Regions from separate parts of the Sus scrofa genome. Here region 2 is linked to region 1. A link is a contact called in public HiChIP or PLAC-seq data. All regions are on one chromosome and are shown on one strand. Each heading gives the region's core, a stretch centred on a gene start, on an enhancer-like site or on the middle of the called end of the contact. The rest is flanking DNA. Distances are from core to core; before and after follow the strand shown.

Region 1 (5,022 bases), core at 266-2,765:
CATGGGCCAGTTGTAAAACAATCAATTAATGAAGAAAAGGTCACCCCAAGTTCTGCCATCGCAAGATAACCGCCGTTGGCATTTTGCAAACAGCGTTTCCCACACCTCTGGGCTTAGATGCATATCCAAGCTCAGTTCTGCTCGGTAATATTGAAAAGCGCCAACTGGTTGCCAGGGCCTCTGGAGTCCTGCCGCTTCTGTTCTTTCACAAGCTTGCAGGTCTGTCCAGCGGCTCTGCCCCGGCCTGGCCTGCCCTTTTCCCGGCTGTGTAGTGGGCCTGCGCCTGGCTCCCTGGGTGCATTTAGCCAGGCTCCTCTCAGTGGAAGCTCAGGTTGCTTGTTATTTTAAGTAAACCATGTCTAATCACACAACATGACCGCTGGGCCACCCGCAGCTTCCTGCCAGAGCCTCCACTGTGCGGTGACTCAGGAGAGAACGCCTGTTTCTCCCTGGGTTCCTGGGCTCAGCCATTCCCAGGTGCGGGTGACCCCGGCCTTGTCAGAGGCCTGGGAGGGGCTGGTCCCCGCAGAGAGACACTGCCTCAGTCCCTCCCAGCGGCTCTTTGCAGAAAGGGGGCCGGAAGCAGCGGGGGTCCTTCGGGGGTAGGTGGGAGGCGCGCGCCAAGCCAGCTGGACCACAGCTCTGCTCTGCGTCTGGCCGGGCGGGACGGGAAGCAGACTCCTGCTTGTCCCAAGGCGGGGTCGATTAGCGCTAGGATGGCCTTAGCCACGAGCGAGGCACCCCAGACAGGGGTGCTAATTCCCTCAACCCCCCGGCCCCTGCTGGGGAGTAGAGAACAAGGTGGGAAAACACCTGGTGTCATGGTCCGGCTCACCTGCCCTGCTCACCTGCCCAGGGCCCCAAGAACCCCTGTCACTGTTCGGACCTCTCCTCTGCTTTCCGTGGGAGCCCGTGAACCCCCAGAGGAACCGGTGCTCTGTGCACCCCCTCCCTCCACAGGCGAAGGAAACGGGCCCCACTCGTGGGCGCATCTCAGCGGACTGTCAAACTGAGCCTTGCATCTGGGCCCGGGCCTTCCCACAGCGCTCCCGCCGGGAGGGCGGTGTTTGCACGTCTCCTCGGCCTCATCATCCTTTGCCACCACGTGTCTGTCTGTCAGCAATTCTGCTTTTGTTTTTAATAAAGCCTGTGCCTCTTGGTTGGTGCTCTGACTCCTCGAGGGGCCCGCTGGCTTCCAGTAGACCCCCGGGCCTCCCCAGGGAGCAGGCGGCCACGGCCGGGTTGCACCTGGGAGAGCCAGCCCCCCCCCCCCATGTCCTCCAGGCTCCTGCCTGGCAGATGAGATAAGGGGGCCCCTTTTCTGGATCGAGGTGCTGCAGTTTGGCCTGGGTAAGAGCACATGGGTTGAGGTCAGCCTTGCTTCTTCCAGTGCCCAGAGTTAAGACCAGATGCCCTGTGAGTGCAAAACAAGCTGCCGTCCTCACCCCCAAGGCGGCTTTGGCACTTCTTGTCCAGCTCGCAGTTGCCCAGAGACTGACAAGCCTTGGGGCAGCTGCCAGGTGTGAATTAGGAGGGGGATCGGGCGTGGCCTCTCCTGGGCACGCGGGGCAGGGCCACCGAAGGCCTGGGACTGCAGCCTGCTCCAGCCCAGGCCAGGCCCCCGTTCTGCAAGTTTGAGCTCCAGGATCTGTTTGCTTTCGACACATCCACTATCATTTAGATACAAAGCGTAACACGGCCGAAGTCCTTCAGTGGAATTTAGAGTTCGTGCCAGGAAAATAGAATAAATCAAAACAGTCATTAATAATTTTCTTTAAATTGTGAGTAAATTCCCTCTCTGCTGCGTTTTGTAAATTTTTTCCAGGAGTTAATTTACTGTTATTTAAAATTGCTCAAGAGCTCACGGATACCCTGTCTTTGTCGAGCGCCTTCTCTCTGCCGGGTGCTGTGGTCGGGGCTGGGGGACAGGGGACAGTCCTGCCCTCGCGGAGCTGACGTTCTGCCTGGGAGCGGGGTCCCCCGGGCGTGTCCTAAGGGCCTGATTCTGGCTGTAAGTGCTGAGAGAAGGAGGCTGGAGGGTGGAAGACACAGGCAGGATCCGTAGGATTCTTGACCCAGGGCCGTGGGCCAGAGGGAGGAGGCGCTGGCCTGGGCCAGACTCAGTAGGTCGGCGTGGCCCTGACCCGCTGGCACAGCGGCACGGTTCTGACTCTGGAGGTTGTGCCTGGGGCCCATGCCTTTCTTGCCTCCTTCCTGGGGTCGGTCTGAGTGACAGGAGGAGCTTTGGCTCTGTCTCCTCCAGCTGGGAACACCGGAGGGGAAGGGCTTGTCTTAGAGTCAAGCTGAGGCCTTTGCTTACTTAAAGCATGAGTTCTAGATCTTTCCCCATTGGGCCCGGGGGCGGGGGAGGGGAGGCACTTGGCAGGAGGCAAACAGAGGTGTGGGTTTGGAAGGGGCTGGCATTCTCTAGCACGACGTGTAGACCCGTGAGCAGAGCAGCTCCAGGACCTGAGAGCAATCGTGGGTGGCCGGTGAGCCGCCAGAAGCTCTAGGACAGAGTGGGGGCCGCTTAGGAGGAGGAGGTCTGGGGAGGGGTCAGTAGCAGCGGCTCTGCGCAGAGCAAGTGCTGGATTTAGAGTTCTGAGGCTAGGGGGCGGGGGAAGAGGGAGGGTCTCGGTGGTTGAGCCCCAAAGCCAAGGGCAGTACCAGGCCCATTTCACGTGTCCCCTGTGGGCATCTCAGGTGGGCCTTGACGTCTTAACTTTATGGAGAGAGCTTGCCCTGGGCTTTCAGCTGGATTCCAGGCTGGTTCCAGCCTGGGGAGGGCTGGGTGCGAGTCAGGTCAGCCCAAAGAGGCAGCTCTCTGGAGCAGTCTCCACGCAGGCTTGGCGGTGAGCAGCTGCAGAGCAAAGGAAACCCCAAAGGCATCGGCTGCATTGTCCCCGCCTTCAGCCAGGGGCACAGGGGTGGGGGGTGCTTGTGGGTGAGGGCGCCTGAAGAGCAAGGACTCGATTTTAGATGCTCTGGCAAGGCATCGAAACGTGGCTAACTTCCCTCCAAAGTAATCTCACTATCCTGGGAATGACCCCGAACTCGAACCTTTTCCCTACAAACCCTTTGGTTAGTGCTGGGTACAGGTCCACTGGTGCCGGAGGAGAGGAGCTGATCAGTGTGGGACGGACGAGCCCATGGAAGCCGATCGGCAGAGCCTGGGGCCTGGGGCTGCGATAAAGTCTCTGAAATTAAAAGAGAGATTTATCATTATTATTATTTTTTAAAGTGTACAGTGAAATAACTCAGTCTGTGGATGGAGCTCATTTGGGGAGAATCACATATTTTGACATCTGGAATTTTTTTAAACGGCAGCTTTTCAAGCCATAAATTAAAGACATTTGGACTAGACTGAGGTGACCAGCTCAGCCGTGACATCAGCCACACGGAAAGCGTGAAGACAGATTTGGGGTCGGCGAGGACCCCTTCACACAGTCTGGCCTCTACGGATTGCTCACCCCTCGCAGGAAAATACCTGTCTTTGCTTAGGGCCGCTGCTCAAGAAATTAATTGCGAATAATGTCTGTTGAGCTGCTCTCCAGCCAAAGCTTTCACATTGTGCCTCATCTGTAGAGAGACCTGAGCCGAGTTTTATCTCTGCGTCTTTTTGCTAAGTGTTCCCGCTCTGTTAGCAGAGCTATAATTAACTCGCAGGACGCCAGGCAGCCAGATTCGGCCAGGCGCCAAGAAATCAGCCCCAATTACTATATTCACATTGTCAGTAATGCCCACTTCACAGCTTCTGCTAATTTGAAATGGCAAGTTCCAACTTTCCATAGTAAAATTACCATTTTTGTACTATTCTATTACATGGTGATATGTGTCCATTATTTTGGCTATGTAAACTTGGTATTATAACGACAATTAGCTGTTGAGCATTTTCTAAAATGATTTACAATTACGTCTCTTCTGCGGAAAACTCACGTCCGCCCTGACGGAGTGAGCCGTGCATTCGGTCTGTGCCCCGGGTTGGCCTTAGGGATCCGCTTCCCGGAGAACGAACCGCGCAGGATTGTGTAATTAAGGTGAGCCTTGAAGATAAGGCACTGGCCTCCGAGGGTTGCCAGGTCGGTAGGTTTTCCAAGTTTAGGTTGGTCCGATCTCTTTATGAGAGCAGAGGCACGGCCCAGCCCCTCTGTCTCCCTGGGGTCCCTTGGGGCTGGTGCTCTGGTTGCTCTGCCAGCCAGCTCGTCCGAGCTGCGCCGTGCCAGCCCAGCCACCGAGGGTCTGGTCTGTGCCCCAGACGGGCAGGCCCGGGTTCCCTCTCTGACCTCCAGTCTGTGTGGTGGCACAGCGAGGTCCCCAGCATCCCAGGGAGGCTTGTGCCCGGGGGATCAGGCTTGCTGGCCTGACGGGGTGGTACGTTTTGCCCTTTTCAGCAAGGGTGTCAGGGTGCGGCCGGAGGACCAGTGGCCCAGCCGTTCCTGGCCTGCAGTAGATAAGCACAGAGCTTCAGAGCAGGCGTTTGGAAATGTTTGTGGCCTCTTGACATTTCAGTGACATCCAAGTGGTGCTTTCATTGCAGTTTATGAAACGACCAGTGGCCCGCCGGTTGGAGCTTTGGAACTCTGGCGCATCCTTCCGCAGAGATGCTCTGAGAGGCCTTGATCCCTGCTCACCCCGCAAGCCCCGCCTGGGTTGCATCATACCAGTTTACTTTGGGTCAGGCCGGCTGGTTTCTTCTTCCACTGGGCAGGGGCCTGCAGGGCACAGTCCCCGAGGGGAGGGGCTTCTGAAAGGAAAGGCAGGCAGGGAGAGACCGAGGACCCTCAGTGGCTGGCAGCCGAGGGACAGACCTGTCCGGGGGTGCTGGTGTCCCCCGAGCAAGGCCATCAGGACCTGGCTTCTCACTGGGGCCCCAGACCTTCCCTTTCACCTGCTGGCTGGGCGCCTGGACCCCACCTGCCTGCTTCCGAGATTTCCAGACCCTGCTGGGGAAGCTGGGGAGCAAGGGCCCAGGGACAGGAGGGCAGGTTCCAACCCCGGCTCCGTCTCGTCCGCCCCTGACCG
Region 2 (4,891 bases), core at 76-2,575, 72 kb after region 1:
CCCATGTCTCCCATAGCACGTTGTGCTCCAGTTACACATCCGCCACCCTCTTTAGATTTTCCGTCCGCCCCCGCCCCCGTGTCCCTGGTACCTGGCCCTAGTGAGCATGCGGAAGGTGCCCATTGGGTGGGTGGAGGCAGCATCCTCATTTCACAGAGCGGGCAGGGAACCCACCCCTGGTCATGCAGGTGATGGTGGCGGGACTGGGCTGTCTGGCTTCCCAGCCCATGCTCCCTGGTGCTGGAGCTCGGGGAGTGGGGATATCAGGCGACCTCCCCAGCTTGGCCAAGGTCAGTGGCTGTCCATTTAGTGTCCATTGCTTGGCAAGCCCAGCTGCAGGCCCCTCCTCTGCTGGCCAGCCCCTCCTGGATCACCGCTGGAGCCTCATGCCTGGTCTCCATGCTCGTAAATATCCACAGTTATGTGCAGACCTGATCTGCACCCCTTGGAGGAGTGGGGTGCGTGTTAACTGTGGGCTGTGACGTCATCACAGTATCACCTGCTGACACAGCCTGCAGGAGGGACCCGTCACTTGGAACTTCCTTTGTCCTGAAGGCCCACTGTATACATAACACACCAGTCATGTTGAGAGCCCAGGTCCGGCTGTGTGAAACCCCACAGGCTCTGGCCTCTGATGCTGGGTTTTACTCTGATATCCTTTCACTATTTCATTCGGTAAACCCCCCTCTAGAGCCGACTGTGTGCAGCTCTGGGCCAGATAGGAGCTCAGGATGCAGCCTCGGGTACAGGCGCCAGGTGCGTGTATTCTAGAGGAGGGACACAGGAGCCACGTCGGGCGGTGACGAGCACTGGGAGGAAAGTGATGGGGATGGAGAAGAGCGGGAGGGACGGGTGGCTCCTCCAGAGACACTGGTCATGGCGGTGACGTTTGGCGTGAGACCTGAGTGATGAGAGGGGCCAGCCAAGCAGGGAGCCGGGAGAGCGTCGGGCAGAGCAGGGCACGTGCTAAGGCTCCGAGGAGGAGGGTGCTGGGGATGACCGGGGGCCACCCGGGAGCAGGGGGGGCAGGGGGGTCTCGTGGAGCATGTGGGAAGCTGCCTTGAAAGGCCCTCACCCACAGGAGACGTCGGAGTGCGGAGCAAAGCAGAGGACAGCGCACACACTTGCAGGGCCGCCTGACGTTGTAATCAAATAATAGATGGACTGGATTAAGTTGGCTAAATATGCCACGAACTAGTTAAAAGTGACTGAGAGTTTCGAGGGTGCCCCATGGCCCCGGTCTGCTGCGCGGTAACATATGTAAGCGTTCAGATCTAAAGGCCATGGCTAAATAAAGCCAGGGTGTCTGAGTGCTTCCTCCCAGAAACGTTTCGCAGGGAGCCAGAGGCACTGGGCGCCGGCCCAGGTGCTGCCACTCACTCTCCTGTGACCTCGGCGGCTCCCTGCCCTCTTTCTGTCTGACTCTGCTCAGCTGTAAAGTGCAGGGGTGAGCGAGAGAGTCAGCAGGGACCCCCGGAGCTCTGACGTCCAGTGTGACTCCGTGGCCTAACATGTGGGGTGTCAGCAGCAGAACAGAAGAGGGGACGTTTTCCAGCAATTGGAGCTGCTCAGCAATGGAATGAGCTGCCATCCAAGGTAGTGAGTTTCCCGTGACTGGGAGTATTCAAACAAAGGCCAGAGGACCGCCTGTTAGGGATATTGTCAGCTCTTACCCATGTTCTGAGGCCCAGCCCACATGCCCAGGGTCCGAGTCATCACACAACACCCCCCACCAGAAACAAAGCTCTCCCCTCCTCGTCTCTGCTGAGGCTTCATTTTTACCTGCCTTGTGATTTTGAGCCTGAAGACATCCTGCCTTTGTTTTTTAGCTGTTGGAACATAGTTGAACTGGCGCTATACTAATGTGCTTCGGGAATCTAGAGGGTAGGAACTGTGTGTCACACACATACACGCGCGTGCACGCACCCACTCCTATTTATGCCCCATCCAGCCTGTACTTAGCAAGTTCTGCTCCACAGCAGGACGGTCTTCGAGAAGGTAGGACCAGACCGATGCTCGTGAAGCTGGCCCTCGGCTAGCCCCACTGGCTGCCTGAGAATTACCCACGTTTGCAAGCTCCCCGGGCGCCTCCCTCCAGAGTTTGGACTCAGCAGTCTGGGGGGCAGCACCGAAGCATCTGTCATTCGACAAGGTCCCCCTCTGATTATCACGCATGGCTGCTTGCACCACCTCCTGGCTAGGTTCCCTCCAAGGACAGTTCCTCTAGGGCAAGTTCTGGGCACCTTAGAGCAGCGTGTGAGGGGCTCTGTGATGTAGCTTTAACACGTATTTCCAGGCGTTGTGTCCTTGGCTTCTGCTTCGGCCACACTGGTCTATTTGCTGTCCCCGAACAGGCCTCGTGGTTTCCTCTTCTGCCGTGTTCCTACAGTCACAGCCTCCGTTGTTATAACCTCTTGCTCTTCCTCACCTATAAAAATCATTTCCATCCTGTAAGACCCGAGTCAACGCCTGCCTCCTTCGTTCCTCTGCCAGACTGGCTCAGCCTGTTGCTAACTTTTTCCTGTCAGGGGCCTGCATCTTCTCCTCGACGGTGTGTCTCCCTCTGCCAGGCCGAGCTGGTCTCTCTCTCACCTTCTCCCCGTTGACCAGGACTCACCGGAAGTTTCCTGGTGGTCTTGTGGTTGCAACTTGGCGCTTTCACCACAGCAGCCCAGGTTCAAGCCCTGGTCTGGGAATTGAGATCCCTCATCAGGCTGTTGCATGCCAGGCTCAAAAAACCAAAAAGCAAGGACTCGCTGAGTCCTGTGTTGAAGGCTCTGCACCAGGTTCCTAATGACCCATAAGAGAAAGGAGTCTGGGAGTTTCTGAAGTGACTCAGCGGTAATGAACACGACTGGTATCCATGAGGACGCGGGTTTGATCCTTGGCCTGCTCAATGGGATAAGGATCTGGCGTTGCCACAAGCTGTGGCGTAGGTCACAGATGCAGCTCAGATCTGGTGTGGCTGTGGCTGTGGCTGTGGCATAGGCCACAGCTGCAGCTCCACTTTGACCCCTAGCCTGGGAACTTCCATATGCCCTAGGTACAGCTCTAAAAAACAACAAAAAATTTTTTCTTAATTTTTTTTTAATTTTAAGAAAGAATAGAAAAATAAATCAGCCTCTTCTCCTGGGGGAACAGAGGCATCTGTGAGCTTGTGGCCCAGGGTCCCTGGCAGGTGAGTGCAAGGCGCTGGGCACCGTGAGGACCCCAGCAGGCTCTGGCTGGAGGTCGGGAAGGCTGCTGTCCTGACCCCTTTGCAGGAGAATGTCCTTCTTAGCCAAGACGGCCGTCTTCAGACTCTAGGGCCTTTGTACGCATCTGGTAGTTGGGGCGACAGTGGTGGCAGTCGTGGTGGTGACAATGACAGCGTGTTTCAATGCTCTTACACCCAAACCCGATGGCCTGGTGACTCCAGCATCTTTCCCTAGGCCCTGCTCCATGATGGCTCAATTAGGGGAGCAGGAGGACTGTGGTTCCCCATTCAGGCCAGCTTCCTAATTGAAAACACATTTTCTCCTCCAAAGCTGCAGCTGGTTTGGTTCTGCTCATGCAGAAAAGGATATAACCTTGCATAACATAGGAAATGAACGGTTGAGAGAGAAGCCAAATTCAATTTCAGTCAGATATGTTGAGGCGCAGCCCGTGATCTATGGAAGCAGGGGAGCGAGCCGAGTGCGCCTGGAGAGGGGCGCACTCAGCAGTCTATTCATCACGGCCGCCCGCCCGGCGCTGCCGCCGCCGCCTGTGCCACCGCGCCCGCCCGCCCGCGCCTCGGCCAGGGCTGGACCGCGGCCAAGCGCTCCAGAAGTTAACCTCTTAAAGACCCGGAGCTGCTTTCTGTTGAATAAATGTAATTTTGTGGTCAGAAATAAATGCTCGTGATGGAGCAGGAGCTTTGAAAACAGCAGCCAGCCAAAGCTATTACAAATTGCTCCGCGTCGGGGAAGTCAACGGCGTACATCAAAATTCCGAGGGTACGGCAAATTGATTTCGGCCCAGAGCTCTGCAGCTATTCAATAAAAGTCCTATTAAGCCATTGTTTGTAATGAACAATCCAGAGCAAATCTAATATCTTCAGCAGATAATTATTTTTAACATCCTCTCGGTAACCATCGGCGGAGTTCTGGGATGTGCAGCCGGCCCGCCTCGCCTCACTTGGCCTCTCTGCCGCAGGACCCGTGTCAGGCAGGTGCTCCTGGGCGTGGGGCTCCCTGAGGGTTCAAGAGCAGACCCTGCTCCAGAACAAGGCCAACGGGGGGCTCTGGGCTGGTCTCCCAGTGCCCGGCGCCCTGTGGGTGCCTGGGAAGTGTTTGTTGAAGTGAACTGAGTTGAAATGGAGAAAAGGGAGCTCAGAGGGCTCCCGAATAAATTGGTAAAATGAGGAGTCCCTGTCGTGGCTCAGCAGGTTAAGAACCCGACTGGTATCCACGAGGAGGTAGGTTCGATGCCTGCCCTCGCTCCGTGGGTTAAGGATCCGATATTGCTGTGAGCTGTGGTGTAGGCTGCAGACACTGCTCAGATCCTGAGTTTGCTATGGCTGTGGTGTAGGCTGCAGACACTGCTCGGATCCTGAGTTTGCTGTGGCTGTGGTGTAGGCTGCAGACACTGCTCGGATCCTGAGTTTGCTGTAGCTGTGGTGTAGGCTGGTGGCTACAGCTCGGACTCGACCCCTAGCCTGGGAATCTCCATATGCTGCGGGAGCAGCCCTAAAAAGATTTTAAAAATTGGTAAAATGACACGTTGGCAAATTTGACTCAGAACCCGAGGCTCTAGAGGTCAGAGGGTCACAGGTTAGGAATCCGAGGTCCCATGTGACAGGGACTGGTACCAAAGGGTCCAGCGGCGTCCCAGGACTCGCCCATTGGACTTCGGCTCCCTGAACGCCTGG

What was found. HiChIP or PLAC-seq counts read pairs in DNA pulled down with a chosen protein or histone mark.
Region 2: an H3K27ac HiChIP or PLAC-seq map of skeletal muscle shows a contact between it and region 1. The contact joins two enhancer-like sites. A contact is called at or near these places in 2 of 47 Hi-C or Micro-C datasets (heart right ventricle and liver) and 1 of 2 datasets of contacts at active chromatin or transcription factors (skeletal muscle).

The regions. Positions count from the first base shown.
Region 1 is chr3:9,416,891-9,421,912 of Sscrofa11.1, forward strand. All of the region lies in intron 2 of CUX1 (protein CASP), which reads left to right. Among named protein-coding and RNA genes, the nearest start is that of CUX1, 100 kb to the left of the region's middle. Within about 2 kb of position 1,516, at least 11 of the 83 cell types and tissues checked have an H3K27ac peak or open chromatin away from gene starts, as enhancers often do. A contact at or near this core is called in skeletal muscle, where this site is marked.
Region 2 is chr3:9,488,681-9,493,571 of Sscrofa11.1, forward strand. The region is part of intron 3 of CUX1 (protein CASP); the gene reads left to right. Among named protein-coding and RNA genes, the nearest start is that of CUX1, 170 kb to the left of the region's middle. Within about 2 kb of position 1,326, at least 6 of the 83 cell types and tissues checked have an H3K27ac peak or open chromatin away from gene starts, as enhancers often do. A contact at or near this core is called in skeletal muscle, where this site is marked.